4 separate regions of the Sus scrofa genome follow, and regions 1, 3 and 4 are each linked to region 2. A link is a contact called in public Hi-C, HiChIP or PLAC-seq and promoter capture Hi-C data. All regions are on one chromosome and are shown on one strand. The core of a region is the stretch at or near the end of the contact, and the rest is flanking DNA. Distances in the headings are between cores, read along the strand shown. Region 1 holds the start of ACTL6A (actin-like protein 6A). Region 2 holds the start of LOC110256340. Region 3 holds the start of GNB4 (guanine nucleotide-binding protein subunit beta-4). Region 4 holds the start of NDUFB5 (NADH dehydrogenase [ubiquinone] 1 beta subcomplex subunit 5, mitochondrial).

Region 1 (3,412 bases), core at 732-3,231, 420 kb before region 2:
TGAATATGCTGTGGTTATATACTTGAAGAACGGCTTATGGAGAAACAACCAAAAACCTTTTTTTTTTTTTTTTTTAAGTGGGAAAGGGTTTTACTGAAATGCCTTTTCTTTATCCCAGAGGTTCCTATTTCCCATTTACTAGAAAGTTAGGTAACTCTAGGCTAGCTACTTAATCTTTTCTAAACCTCATTTTCCTCTTTAATAATACAGGGATAAGCAGTACCATCCCCCACGGTTGTTGTTGATTAAGTTCATGCATGTGTTAAATGCAACAGCAAGCCTCTGGAACAGTTCTTGGTACACAGCATGCACTCAATAAATGTTAACGTTCGCATTATTGGTATCTATTTCTACCTTAATCACATTAAACAATGCCTTGTAAGGAATTACTCAGTGGGTAGCCTTTAGGTCCTTGGATCAGTGAACCTGAAAGTCAATACAGTCAGTAGCCTTCATGAGGCAAAGGCACATAGATCCAGTTTTTCTGTCAGGACTGCATCTTCAGATGGGAGAGAAGTAAATCATGAAGATCCACTAGGCTTTCTTCAAAGTAAAAATGGGAAACTACTAACTCTCACATTTGAGAAATTAAAACTAAGAACATATACAGGGAAGGAGGGGGTGAGGGTCAGTGTGTCACCTGAGACTCAAGCTTCATTTCAAAACTACTAAGAACTTTAAAAACCTTATTTTCATATCCTACCTATAAAACCTCTTCAGAAACAATATCCTTACTAAACACAACAACAAGACCAACATTTTGGGTTAGGAAATCATATAACTCAGTGCTTCACCTAGGTATCTTGCAAAAAAACGGAGGCTCTAATTCAGTATTTTCTAAAGAGCTTACAAGTGAAGCTGATGCTATTGATCTTTGGCTCATACTTTGAGTAGCAAGTGTAGCATTACCCCCCCTTAACCTTCACAATCATCCCAATGGGTAGGAATTTTCATTCCACAAACGAATCGTCTGAAGTTGGGAAAAGTTAAACAACTTGCCCAAGGCAAAGAGTTTAATAAAAAGTGAGGCTGATATTACAACCCAGGTGGATGTAAGCCCCAGCCCGCGGAAATCTTTCACTATACCGCGCACCCCACTCATTCTTAAATTACCCATATCTCTATACTAACCCTGAGCAGACCCGCCCACGAATAACTCTGGAGAATCCACAGTCAACATATATGCAGGAGTTATTGAAAGGTGAGGCAGCATGAGTGCGGAGCGCGGACGGAGAGGAGGCTGCGTCCGGAGTGGCCGCCACTCCTCCAATCAGTTCCAACCCTCGCGGCTCGCTTTGCCATCTCCCCGACGCCGCGAAAACCCGCGGTCCACACTAGCTAACTGCCGGGACCTCCCAAGTTTAAACACGCAAGCACGCACACCCCAACAGAGCCGACTGCCTGAGAAGAGCCCCTGAGCCGGCCAATCCAGTCGCGGCTCGCCGGGCCGGGCCCCCGAGGGGAGCTGTCCGCCCAGCCCCGGGGCGGCGTGCACCCCCAAAAACCGGTTCCCCGGCGGGCGGAAACTGGAAGAGGCCCCAGGGGGCGGCGACTCCGGGCGCCCGGGGCGATCGTGGAGCCGGGTGGGCTCCGGGGGCGGGCAAAGCGCGGGGCGGGGATGGGGCGGGGAGGCCGGGGTCCCGAGAGGGGGAGACCGGAAGGGCCGCCGGGGAGGGGAGGGGAGGGGAGGGCTGGGGGCGGCGGTTACGAACCCCACACGCTAAAAAGGCGCGCTCTCGAGCAGCCGCACTCACTCACCTCCCCCGTACACCCCGCCGCTCATGGCTGCTGTTGACGCGACTCCTACGCTAAAGGACACCAGGCGAAGCGACCGCAACCGCCGCGACTACAGATCCGGAGACGCTCTAGCCCCCGACCCTCTTAACTTCCACCGCCACCCCCCTCAGGCAACAAAGCGGCGTCCACACACCCCGGAGCGCAGTCACACTTGCTGGCTCCCCTTAGCAGCCAATCACAAGAGGCCCGGCTATATTTCAACCAATAAGAACGAGGCTCTGCCGCGCTCCCCGTCGCGGCACAGCCAGTTTAGCCAATTGAAAACAGCCATGGGGGCGGGGAGAATGGAAAGCGACGGAAGGAGAGGAGTTGAGTTGCGGAACTGGGGGGGGCGGAGCTTCCCGAAAGGGCCCGAGAGTGGGGCGGAGGGAGCGGGAGAGGGAGGAGGCAGGCTGTCGGCAAGAGTATGGGGCCGGACCAGGGGGTGAGGCTGCGCGTGGAGGAGCGGTGGGAATCCGGCAAATCCAGATAAACCTCTAGAAGGGGGTCTGGAATCCTCTCCATGCGATAGTTCCGACGGCTTTGGATATTGGTGAATGAAGAATTTTTTTAAAGCTATTTTCAACGAATTTATGTTGAAAATATTAACGTGCCATGCGCCAGTTTGGGGTAGGGAGAATCTGTAAATCGGACAAACCGATAGGACCGTGAAGTTTTTTAAATGGTTATGAATAGTTGAAAGAAGGGAATGATACAGTATCCCGCTAAATTTAGGTAGCACTTTACAAGTTGTTTTTCAAAGTGTCATAAATTTCTTTTATCCTCTGAGCCAGGTGTAAAGCAATATAGTCAATCCTCCTCCAAGCGATCACCTAATCCTAAATACATCTCCAACCTGTCTATTTCTACTGGTACAGATCACCGTTGTCGCTCCTCTGGATTACTACAATAACTTGTCGCCTTGCCCTTTTAGCCATTTTGCAGGCGGCTTGATTTATGAAAATACCCAAAGCATGGTCATGTCGCTCCAGCTAAAATTCTTAAGATCAGTTGTATGTCTTCATGGTTCTTGGTCTGCCTAGAGTCTAGACATATAGGTACCTCTTATCTTAAGAACAGTTGAATAAAGCCGCATCAGTCTCAGTGCCAGCAGCAAGGCTGAAAGTGATAGTAGGGTGGGGAACAAGGTTAGGGAGAAAACCCTTCCCTATTTACTTAGTGTAATGGCAGTATACCTGATCATTTAGAAATTCCCGTTTACCCAATGAGACAATGCAGAAGTCAGCAAACTATGGCCCCAGGGCCAAATCCAGACTACTTTGTTTTTGTGTGGCTGTTGAGCTATTAATGACTGTTCCAGTTAAAAAAAAATTAATAATTTTAAGAAAAATATTTCGTGACGTGAAAATTATGTAAAATTCACATTTATCTAATGATAAGCTGTTTTACTGGAATATGTTTGTGGCTGCTTTTTTGTCTGAAGGGCAGTGTTGAGTTTTAGTACAGAGGCCATAGCTGGAGGCTATATTTACTATTGGATCACTTATAGGGAGAGTTTCCTGACCCCAGTGACAATGCATGTAACACATCTAACACATCTAGTACCATGCACAAAGTACTCTGGGTTAACTGTGGCCCCATGATTACAGTTCTCACTGCAGATACATACATACAT
Region 2 (3,428 bases), core at 124-2,623:
CCCTCTCCCCCGCCGCTCCGGAGCTGCCCGGCCGGGCCCGAGCCCTGCTTCGCCGGCGGCCCCAGCCCCAGCGGCCGCAGCGGCAGCAGCCCGAGACCTTAGCGGCCGCAGCGGCGGCACCGGAACTGCCGCTTTCTCCTTCTCGCAGCCTCTCCTCGCTAGCCCCCGCCGCACGCCCCCCCCCCACCCCGTCTCCTTTCTCTGTCACCCCTGTTTTTTTTCCTTTTGTTTCCAGAATAAACTTTATTGGTCTCTTTTTCCGCTCACATCGTGTAAACAAACAACGAACTCTTCCCCACCCCCTCGACTCCCCCCTCCTTGGGTAGAGGAGGGTAAGAGCCGATGAAGGGGCCGAGCCTACTATGCCCCGGAAGCAGATGCGCAAACAAGGGGAAGTGAAATTGCAGAGACCTGGAGAGGGAAATGGGCAAATCGGGTAACAGTGTGCCAATGCGCCTGCGCCTTGGTTTTCTGCCCGAAGTTCGGGTGGTGCTGGAGGGGCTTTTCGGGCCCGCGAGTGTTTAATGCTGTTGTTTATTTGCGGTAGTGAGGCTACTGTGTCATCCTAGGGCGGCATATATGTCCTATATCTGTTTCTACGAGCAGCAGGCAAGTTAGGGTGGAGATAGAAGAAAGAATAATTGGGAGCAAATGAGCCCGTTCACTTTTACGCCCAAAGAGATTTCCTCCCGTTTCGTGGCGAAAGCAGAGGGCGCGGTAGTTAACCACCTATGTCAGCGGCTAACCAAAAGTGAATATCGATACTGGGAAGAAGTCTTTTTACACAACGTTGCTGCGCGTTCTTCTGCCAACGTAAGGTTAAGTTGTAGCCCATCCCAAAAGAGGAATGCCCTGCCACAGCCCTCTGCAATCCTTTGACTCACTCGGGGAGACCTTTTGCAGTGTCCTCCACCCCTCACCCCAAGATTTGAATTAGCTTGTAGGATTCAATTATGACTATTCAAAATACGTCTTTTTTTTTCATGTAGTGCCCACGAGACCTTAGAAAAGCCATTTTGGCTACACATTAGGTTCAAGGTGGTACTTTGGTACGGCGCACCATAGAAGCCTCTTTTTCCCTGAGAGTAAGAGGATCTGTTGCCTTTCGAGATCACTATTGATAAAGGCCCTGTTTTTTGCGTGTTTCCCCCCCTAGTGGTCTTTCATTGTATTGAAAAGGCGTAGGAACAGTGGTAAGAAGACTTAAGTCCTCTAACTAGGGCTCTCCCTTGAATTGTAAGGAGTAGAGGACTTGGAAATAACCGACGGTAGAGATGTTACAGTCCAAGTTGTCATCCAGAGCAAAAAGCTCACCAATAACCAGTTTTTGCTCTAACACCACACGTCCATACCCAGTCGTAAATAAGATCCATTCCTCTCTATGTGGTCATAGTCTCATTTGACTGTATTTCTGTCTTTCCTGTGTTTTCTTTCTTAAGCTCTGGTTTTCATCTCACAATTCAGAGGTCTACGTTTCTAAATGCTTTTCTTGAACCAGTGTTTTTCAGTAGTTTCAGAACACTATGTTACTCCAGAGCAGGGGATTAAAAAAAAAAAAAAGCATAGCATTAAATTACTAGTCAAAGTAAACTTTATGACCACATTTCCCAAATTGTGTTTCCAGGCACAGAGGTTCATGAAATATTAATAGGTAGTCCTAAGTGGGGGAAAATTATAATTTTCCTTCTAAAATTTTTAAGAGAAAAATGCTCATTACATGTTACGATTTTTGTTATGTGATAATCTGTCTTTAAGAAATAAGTGTCACAGCAGAAATTCCCATACTTGGTACTTAAATGTGTGATTATTCAGTGATGCAGGATTAGCATGTACTGCCCAATTCACAGTTTTGATGTATATGGTTTATTTGGTGACCCTTGATCTATCATGTGTTTATCTTGCTTTCAGAAGTATTAGCACTATTGTTCAGTGTTTAGAATATGTTAGGCATCTGTATGACAAAACTCATTGCTCAAAGTCCTGCAGAAGAAGAATGTTTCAAAGGAAAAATTGAAATTGTTATTCCTGGGCTGTAAGTCAAACAAAAAATGCAATACCTCAGAATTAAGGAATTGTTTTCTTAAGAGGTGAAATGTCCAAGATGAAACTATTGTTCCATTCTAACACATTGGAAATATGATAACAGTTACTTGCCTTTGGTTTCATTTCCATTGAAAATAAAGATAACTGTTACTCACATGTGCATTGTGCACCAAAACATCCTCTGACAACATTTACCTCACTACTGAGCTTTGAAGTCATTTGGAAACAAGACTCAACTTGATTATGAAGCAATATACTCCAGATATATAAAATTGCCAAGTTGAGCAGTAAAAAAAAAAACAACACACCAAGGCCTAACAAAAGCGAGCTATCATGTAGCACTTATTAACTCAGTTATGGTCAAAAAACCATATTTTTAAGATTTTAGTTCTTTTCCATTTGTTAAGGTTTGTTTTGCCCCAGAATATCTTGGTAAATGTCCTGTGTACACCTGTAAAAGAACATTTTATGTATATTATTTGGTGGAATGTTCTGTGTTAATTATATTAAGTTGGTTGATAATGTTAGGTCTTCTATATATCCTTACTGGTTTTCTTCAGTAGTTCTATCAGTTTCTGGGAGAGGAACATTGATGTCTCCAACTATAGCTATGGACTTGTCTATTTCTCCTTTTGTTTCTGTATGTTTTTGCTTTATATGTCTTGAAGCTCTGTTGCTGGTGCACTTACGTTTAGAGGATTATGTGTTTTTGATGAATAGACTGTCATTATGTACCATCATTAAGTCACTTGTAATATCCGTGTTCTGAAACCTATTTTTTAAATATTAATGTGGTCATTCCATCTTACTTTGACTAGTATTTGTATGATATATAGTTTCCTATCTTTTTATTTATCTACATTGTTGTATTTTAAATAGATTACTTGTAGAAAACACATAGGTCTCTCTTTTTAAATTCAATCTATTTCTTTTTTTGATAGTTGTGTTTAGACTACTTACATTTAATGTAGATGTTGATAAGGTTGCATTTAGACCTACTTTTTTGTTATCTATTTTCTTTGTTCCCTATGTTTTCTCTGTTGCTACTTTTCTGTCTTCTTGTGGATTTTTGAATATTTTTAATATTACATTTTATCTATTATAAGTTAAACATATCTATTTGTACTTTTTCTTATGGTTCTATGGTTTTCAATATATACATATGAATTTTCACAATCAGGTAAAATGTGGAAAGACACCTTGAAACCACATAGGTCCCCCCCATTCACTAACCTTTATGGTATAGTTGACTATGTATTATATTTATATATATGGAAACCTCATCAAACAATTTTATAATTTTTGCTTTCAACACTCATACAGGCATACCTTATTTTGTTGTGCTTTGCTTTATTGCACTTTACAAATACTGATTTTTTTTTTCT
Region 3 (3,366 bases), core at 632-3,131, 330 kb before region 2:
CAGCGGGTTAAGAACATGGCTAGTATCTACGAGGATGTGGGTTTGATCCCTGGCTTACTCAGTGGGTTAAAGATCTGGTGCTCTGTGGCTGTGGTGTAGGCCAGCAGCTCCAGCTCCAGTTCGACCCTGGCCTGGGAACTTCCACATGGTGGAGGTGTAGCTGTAGGAAAAAAAGAAAATAAAAAGAAAGTTGGCTTTGGAGTCAACCCAATCTGGATTCCATGTAAGGCTATGACACTTTCTGTATAATTCTAGGTAAATGCCATAATCTCACTGAGCCTCAATTTACTAATCTGTAAAATGGGGATAGAATGCACATTGTAAAGTCAGTATGAGAATAATACAATATCAGAAAGCAGGGAGTCTGGAGTTCCCGTCGTGGCTCAGTGGTTAACGAATCTAACTAGGAACCATGAGATTGTGGATGCGATCCCTGGCCTTGCTCAGTGGGTTAAGGATCCCGAGTTGCTGTGAGCTGTGGTGTCGGTTGCAGATGTGGCTCAGATCCCAAGTTGCTGTGCTCTGGCGTAGGCCGGCAGCAACAGCTCAGATTAGACCCCTAGCCTTGGAACGTCCATATGCCCTGGGAGTGGCCCTAGAAAAGGCAAAAAGTCAAAAAAAAAAAAAAAAAAAAAAGAAAAAAAGAAAAAAGGAAAAGAAAGAAAGAAAGAAGAAAGCAGGGAGTCTGGTACATAATAGGAATTTCTTAAATAAATAACAATTTTCCTTTGCTTCCTCCTAAAAATGACAAAGCTCAAGATTTAATCATTAAAATCTATAAACAGTTACAGTTGCAAAGGACCCATTCAGGTCCCAATCAACCTTCCAGACACCCCACATTAAGAAATGAAAATTTGGGGGGGAACCCTATAATTTTATCATCCTAGTACCACAGCTGTTTCCATTTTTGTTATGGTCTGGCTTTTATACAAAGGGTCACATTTTCTCCACAGCTTCAGTCAGGGTGCATTCATCACAAAGGTACTAGAAGATTTATTCCAGGTGATAGTGGGAAGCTGCTGAAGAAGAAATGGAAGGCTGCGGAGGTGTTAAAGTTCTCTGAAGATATTGTTCAAACCTTTCTCCAGCACAGAAACTCGACAAAGAACTCCTCTGCAGTTTTCGTTACCCAGGGCTGTTTCTTTAAATTGTTTGACGTCAGAGAAGGAATGCTATAGCAACAGTCTGTCAAACTGGAATTAACTCAGAAGAAAGATGGGGGTGGGGAGAGGAAAATTGCTCCCGGGCGGTACTGACTTCAGAGGAAGCAAATTTGGTAGATGCATTCATTTTATGACATTTTAAACATAAAACACCCAGAGAAATGTGGGAAAAGTCGGTTGCATGTGATGTTTTAACTCATGCAGAGACAAGTGACTTGATGGGGTTATCTGGAAGGCCTCCTTTCATCAGTGACAATAGTAACAACTTCCAAGCATTGATTATTTATTCAGAGGTAGGCTCTGTTTAAATGTTATCTCATTAAAAATTTTAGCACCTTTATGAGGCAGATACACTATCCCTATTTCGCCGGTGAAACTAAGGCCCTGAGACGGTACAGGATCACAAAACTAGCGACATTAGAGCTGGGATTGCAGTGCAATTTTGTAAGACTCTGGGCTTCAGTTTACTCTCTTACATTTAAAATTCCAGAAATGTTAAACCTAAGCGGGACCTTGAGATCTTCTAAGTCAGCCCCCCTGCCCTACCCTCAAGCAAACTGAGGCCTGTACTGTGCCGGGAAGGAAAACTGGCCAACCCACTTGGGCGCTACTCAGAAGTGTGCTCCGTCGTCCAGGCGCTGCACCAAGAAAACGAAACTGCCTGGGAATTAATGTTTTTCTTCTCCTTCTAGCAGGAAACGAGATAGAAAATAGGAAGCAGAAGCTGTGCGCAGCGCCAGCTGCCTTCGCCCCCTGCCCAGGCCGCGCACGCTCAGGGGTCTGCGCGCGCCCGCGCCGCGTCCCCGCGGGACCCGCGCGCCTCGTGCCTCGCGCCTCGCGCCTCAAGCCACGTCCCCGCCCCGGCCCCGCGCGCCGCAGAGTTGGCTGCTGGGCGGCGCGGGCCTGGGTGTGGTCGGCGGATCTCCGCGGCGTTGGTCTCGGCGGTGCGCTGCGCTGCGCTCCGCACGCCCGGTCCGTGCGCCAGGAGCTGCGAGGCGCCCAGCCGACCCTCGGACGCCGGGTCCAAGCCGGCCCGAGCTCCCTCCAGGTAGGCGGCTGCCGCGCAAGCTGCGGCTGGTCGGTGCGCCCCGCGGGGGCATCTCGGGCTTCCTGCAGGGGGGCGTGAGGCGCCGCGAGGCTGCCCCGGCGGAACTCGGCCCTGGAGGCGGCCCGGGTCCGGCAGAGTTCCTCCTGACCCGAGGATTGGGAGCTCCGGTCGGCGAACCCTGCCTGGGAGGACGGGGCGGGCGCGCCTCGGTGGCGCTCTAGTGCAGGGACCGGCCGTTTGGCCGCAGCTTCGGACACTTCCTAGGCCCTTGGGACCGCTCGCTCTGGGCAGCGAGGGGGTGAGCCATGGTCCCTGGGCTTTCGACCCCTAGGTGCCTCTCCGCACCCCGAGGTCCCTTCGGGGCACTGGAACGCGAGCTGGTGTTTGTCCTGAGGATAGCGATTATTCAGGGCTGCCCAAAAGGGTTATTGGGTCGAGAGCCCTGGGAGAGCTCATAAAAGTTCTCCACTGAGTGCTAAAAATGAGTCCATTAGTTTCGTGTTAAATTTATTTTGGAAATATGATGCACAGTAAGGGGGGGTGTTAAGAATTTTGAATACTTTTAAGTTCAACACATGATAAAATGTTTTCCTTTTCTCTCCACGTTCTTTTTCTGCTTCAGAACACAAATAATTTCCTTGTGCTTTGATATTTATTGCTCTTCCGTCGGTAAAGGAAGATAGAATTCCCAAAAGTTTAAAAACAGGCTTAAATTTGTTTATAGAAGCAGTTTGTTATTTTGCATCTCTCTCTTCCCTTTTTTCCTACTCCTTCCCTTTCTCTTTTAATAAAGGGTGTGGACGCATCTTTCTCCCTCCACTGGCAGAATAGCTCGGTCTGTGAATTAGCACCCTACTGGAAAGTTTTCTTAAGACATTCGGCATTGAATTGTTGATTAGAACGCTTTACTATCGGTCCATCTTAGTGTTGCAAACTGAGATTGTGACCTTTAAGTGTGTCTTTTAGAACAGAAACAGAGCACACTCTCCTTCTTTAAGATGAAAGAGAAGTCATTTCTAGTCGCCAAGGAAAACAATAGTCTGTATAGGTAAAGTTGTATGCTTTGAATCTCTTCGCCATTGCATATTTTTATTTTTTAGACTTTTCAGTGTGGGGCTTTTGGTTTATTACTGATCCTGGGCTCTGAAAGTTTAT
Region 4 (3,012 bases), core at 85-2,584, 480 kb before region 2:
TCTTGGGCTGCTCCTGCAGCATATGGAGGTTCCCAGGCTAGGGGTCGAACTGGAGCCATAGCCACAGCAACACGGGATCCGAGGGGCATCTGCAACCTACACCACAGCTCACGGCAACGCCGGATCCTCAAACCACTGAGCAAGGCCAGGGAGGGAACCAGCAACCTCATGGTTCCTAGTCGGATTCGTTAACCACTGAGCCACCACGGGAACTCCAGGAGTACACTGTTTTTATAAATATTGAGTCACAGTTTTCTCATCTGTAAAGTGAGGGTAATATTATATACTCCCTTTATAGAATCGAAGAGGAAATAAAATATACTGAATACAAAGAATTTGATGTTTCCCCACTATGATTATTCATTCTCCTAGAATTCAACTCACAGTGTCCAAGAGGATCTAAATAACCCCACCCCCCGCAAGAAGGCAATGACTTTTCTAAGACCTAGGAACTTTTTCCTTATGGGTCCCTTCCTAAGATATTAAAAATAATTATTTTATGATTACATTCTATAAAACCATTACGATCCAGGCTGGATTCACCATCACATAATGCATTAACATTCTGGTCCTTTTCTTTCTGATTTTAAAATAAATTTAAGTTAAAACATTTTCGTAGACACCTAAAAATATCATCATGAAGGCACTGTGCCTACCAGATGAGTTAGCCCAGAGCCTCGTCACCTGTCTGTATATTATTACTTAGCATGGGTGGGCTCCTCAGCAACGTGATTTCCCACCTTGTGAGACTGAAATGTAGCCCAGGTGGAACATATAAAGAATCTGGTGCCTGAGAAAGATGGGTCTCAGCCCTGTGCCTTTCTAACCGCAGCTTCATCCTCAAATTAGCACCAACAGATCAGGTGAATGACGAAGTGTCTCACAAATTCTAATTAATAACTTTGACATGATCGATCTAATTCAGGAAATTCTCAGTCTCCTCACACAGCCCATGCTCCTTCTCTCAAGCCGCAAGTCCTCAATTTCTCCCCGCTCCCTCCGGATTCCACCAAGGTGACCCGGGAAAAGTCCTCTGTCTCTCCTGCCGCATTCCCTGACCGCGCTTTCTCCCAAAGCCAGCACTCACCGCCAGTCTTAGGAAAGCCATGGGTGAGGAAACCCCCGAATCCAAACCGTGTGCCAAGGCGGCTGCGGGACAGAGTGGCCACAGCAGTGACTGAAGCCCGCTGCAACAAACTCATTGCCGCCATGGCTACTATGGGCGAGAGAAGGGCGGGGAGGAGTAACGGGAGCCGAGAGTGTCAATTTCCTAACAAGGGCGAAGCCGGAAAATAGCCATGTTGACTGAGGGCAAAGCCAATTTCAGTGCTCGTTATCAGTCCGCGTGAGACACAGGAAGTGACGCCATTGTTGGCGGAAATACAGTTTGCTTACTGATCCGAAAAAAAATGGCTGCAGCCGGTTTGGCTGTGTTCTGTAGAAGAGTCTCGGCCGCCCTGAAGGCGTGTAGGTTGTTAATACGTCCTCAGGCCCCTCCTAGCACAAGGTAAGCGATGTGAGTAGTCTGTCCGCATCTCTAACTTTGGCTCATGTTTGGTTGCTGAGATGCTGAGAATGCTCAAGGATGGAAAGGCCGTTGGGATGGCTGGGCCCAAACCCACCTCTGTCAAGAGTAAGTGACCTTGGAGAAGTCTCCCACGTAAGATATTGCCGTCTTTCTCACACATTTTGTTCCACTTACTGTGGGGGGGGGGGTCTGTAAAAACCCAGTATTTTTAAAATTAAACCTAGAGGTACAGTTTGGCTGGGAGAGGTGGGAAAAACTTCACTGAAGAGCTTTTGGTTATGGAACTGAAAGCTCTGTCACGTTCGGGTGGATTTAAAAAAAAAAAAAAAAGGCGAGTCGGGATGGTGAGGAGTTTGTACTCCCAGAGTCTGTCATAAAGAGATTATTCAGTAAATATTGAGTGAATACATGAAAGTAGCCAAATGAATGGAAAGTCACCCTGCAGGTATTAGAAAAGAATATCCTACATGTGGCGCTCATTTCTAGAAAGACCGCTGTCTTCTGGACAGACCAATCATTTTTAGCGTTAAGGTATATCGTTTCCTCCTTTTTATTAACTTTTTTTTTTTTTTTTTTTTTTTTGCCTCAACCTCTGCACGTAGAATATCCCTGGCCAGGGATGGTACCCGAGCTGCAGTTGTGGTCTGTTCCCCTGTGATCTTTAACCCCCTAAGCCAAAAGGGAACAACTTTTGTTTTTAATGAATTGAATTTTATAAATAGTTGGGCATGTTATTTTTTTTTTTAAAGGAAGTAATGTATGTGCTTTTTTTTATAGAGAGAGTCTTAAAGTTTATTTTGGTAGACTTGCATTTATAGTCACTGGTTTAAAGTAGTTACTTTTCAGAGACGATTCTTTGAAGAAGATGCAAAGATTTCACCCTTTATTTTCAAATATGCATAGTAGTGCCCCAGGAATAAGGACTCTCCATCTTTGCCGGAGAGCAAACAGATCTATAGAATGTAAGCCTAAAATGACTCTTTTATGCACTCTGAAACTGCCAGATGAGGCTGGCTTCTCTCCTGGTTCTCAGACTCAAGGGTGAGGGCTGACCATGTGGTAGTCCTCCGGCATGTATGGGGCAGGGGAGGCTGCAAGCAGCCCCTATCTGGGCCTTGCACCCACCCCTCCTTGGGCTACTTGATCCCATGTTAGGCGTCAATGTGCTGCAGCAGCGAACCCCACCGGACACAATTACTTCTGACTTTGCTCCCTGCACTGTACATGCTGCTAGGAAGACAAGCGCCAAGGAGCACTGACCCAGCATGGCACTTAAGGAAGCCCTGCTACTGCTGTGTCCTATTTTAGGGCATTCGTCCTCAAGAATTACTCTGAAATTTGCCACCAGCCCAGAGGGAAGGGTGTCTTGCCTTTTACATAACTTAGTAGATGCTCAATGCACAGCCTCTAAACGCAGGCGCAATTCAAATATCCTGAAAGCACAGGCTAGTCCTGAGGTTAAGTGCCAATGCCGTGTCTTTAAA

What was found. Promoter capture Hi-C pulls out the DNA fragments that hold promoters and counts their contacts. A called contact is a pair of places that touch in the nucleus more often than the background predicts. HiChIP or PLAC-seq counts read pairs in DNA pulled down with a chosen protein or histone mark.
Region 1: a contact with region 2 is called in a promoter capture Hi-C map of fetal liver, with 2.6 times the contacts expected there. The contact joins the promoter of ACTL6A here to the promoter of LOC110256340 in region 2. A contact is called at or near these places in 3 of 5 promoter capture datasets (fetal liver, fetal skeletal muscle and liver), 7 of 47 Hi-C or Micro-C datasets (alveolar macrophages, embryonic fibroblasts, heart right ventricle and 4 more) and 1 of 2 datasets of contacts at active chromatin or transcription factors (alveolar macrophages).
Region 3: an H3K27ac HiChIP or PLAC-seq map of alveolar macrophages shows a contact between it and region 2. The contact joins the promoter of GNB4 here to the promoter of LOC110256340 in region 2. A contact is called at or near these places in 2 of 47 Hi-C or Micro-C datasets (embryonic fibroblasts and mesenteric adipose tissue) and 1 of 2 datasets of contacts at active chromatin or transcription factors (alveolar macrophages).
Region 4: a contact with region 2 is called in a Hi-C map of liver, with 5 times the contacts expected there. The contact joins the promoter of NDUFB5 here to the promoter of LOC110256340 in region 2. A contact is called at or near these places in 2 of 5 promoter capture datasets (fetal liver and liver), 1 of 47 Hi-C or Micro-C datasets (liver) and 1 of 2 datasets of contacts at active chromatin or transcription factors (alveolar macrophages).

The regions. Positions count from the first base shown.
Region 1 is chr13:117,596,984-117,600,395 of Sscrofa11.1, reverse strand. It overlaps ACTL6A (actin-like protein 6A), which reads right to left and starts at 1,981. Exons shown (of 14, transcript XM_003132545.5): 1 at 1,759-1,981. The coding sequence starts at 1,783.
Region 2 is chr13:117,177,282-117,180,709 of Sscrofa11.1, reverse strand. LOC110256340 reads right to left here and starts at 1,373. Exons shown (of 3, transcript XM_021069818.1): 1 at 1,353-1,373; 2 at 1-565. The coding sequence starts at 1,373.
Region 3 is chr13:117,511,902-117,515,267 of Sscrofa11.1, reverse strand. GNB4 (guanine nucleotide-binding protein subunit beta-4) reads left to right here and starts at 1,881. Exons shown (of 10, transcript XM_021069860.1): 1 at 1,881-2,211.
Region 4 is chr13:117,654,733-117,657,744 of Sscrofa11.1, reverse strand. It overlaps NDUFB5 (NADH dehydrogenase [ubiquinone] 1 beta subcomplex subunit 5, mitochondrial), which reads right to left and starts at 1,334. Exons shown (of 6, transcript XM_003132546.2): 1 at 1,088-1,334. The coding sequence starts at 1,211. MRPL47 (39S ribosomal protein L47, mitochondrial) reads left to right here and starts at 1,357. Exons shown (of 7, transcript XM_003132547.4): 1 at 1,357-1,507. The coding sequence starts at 1,410.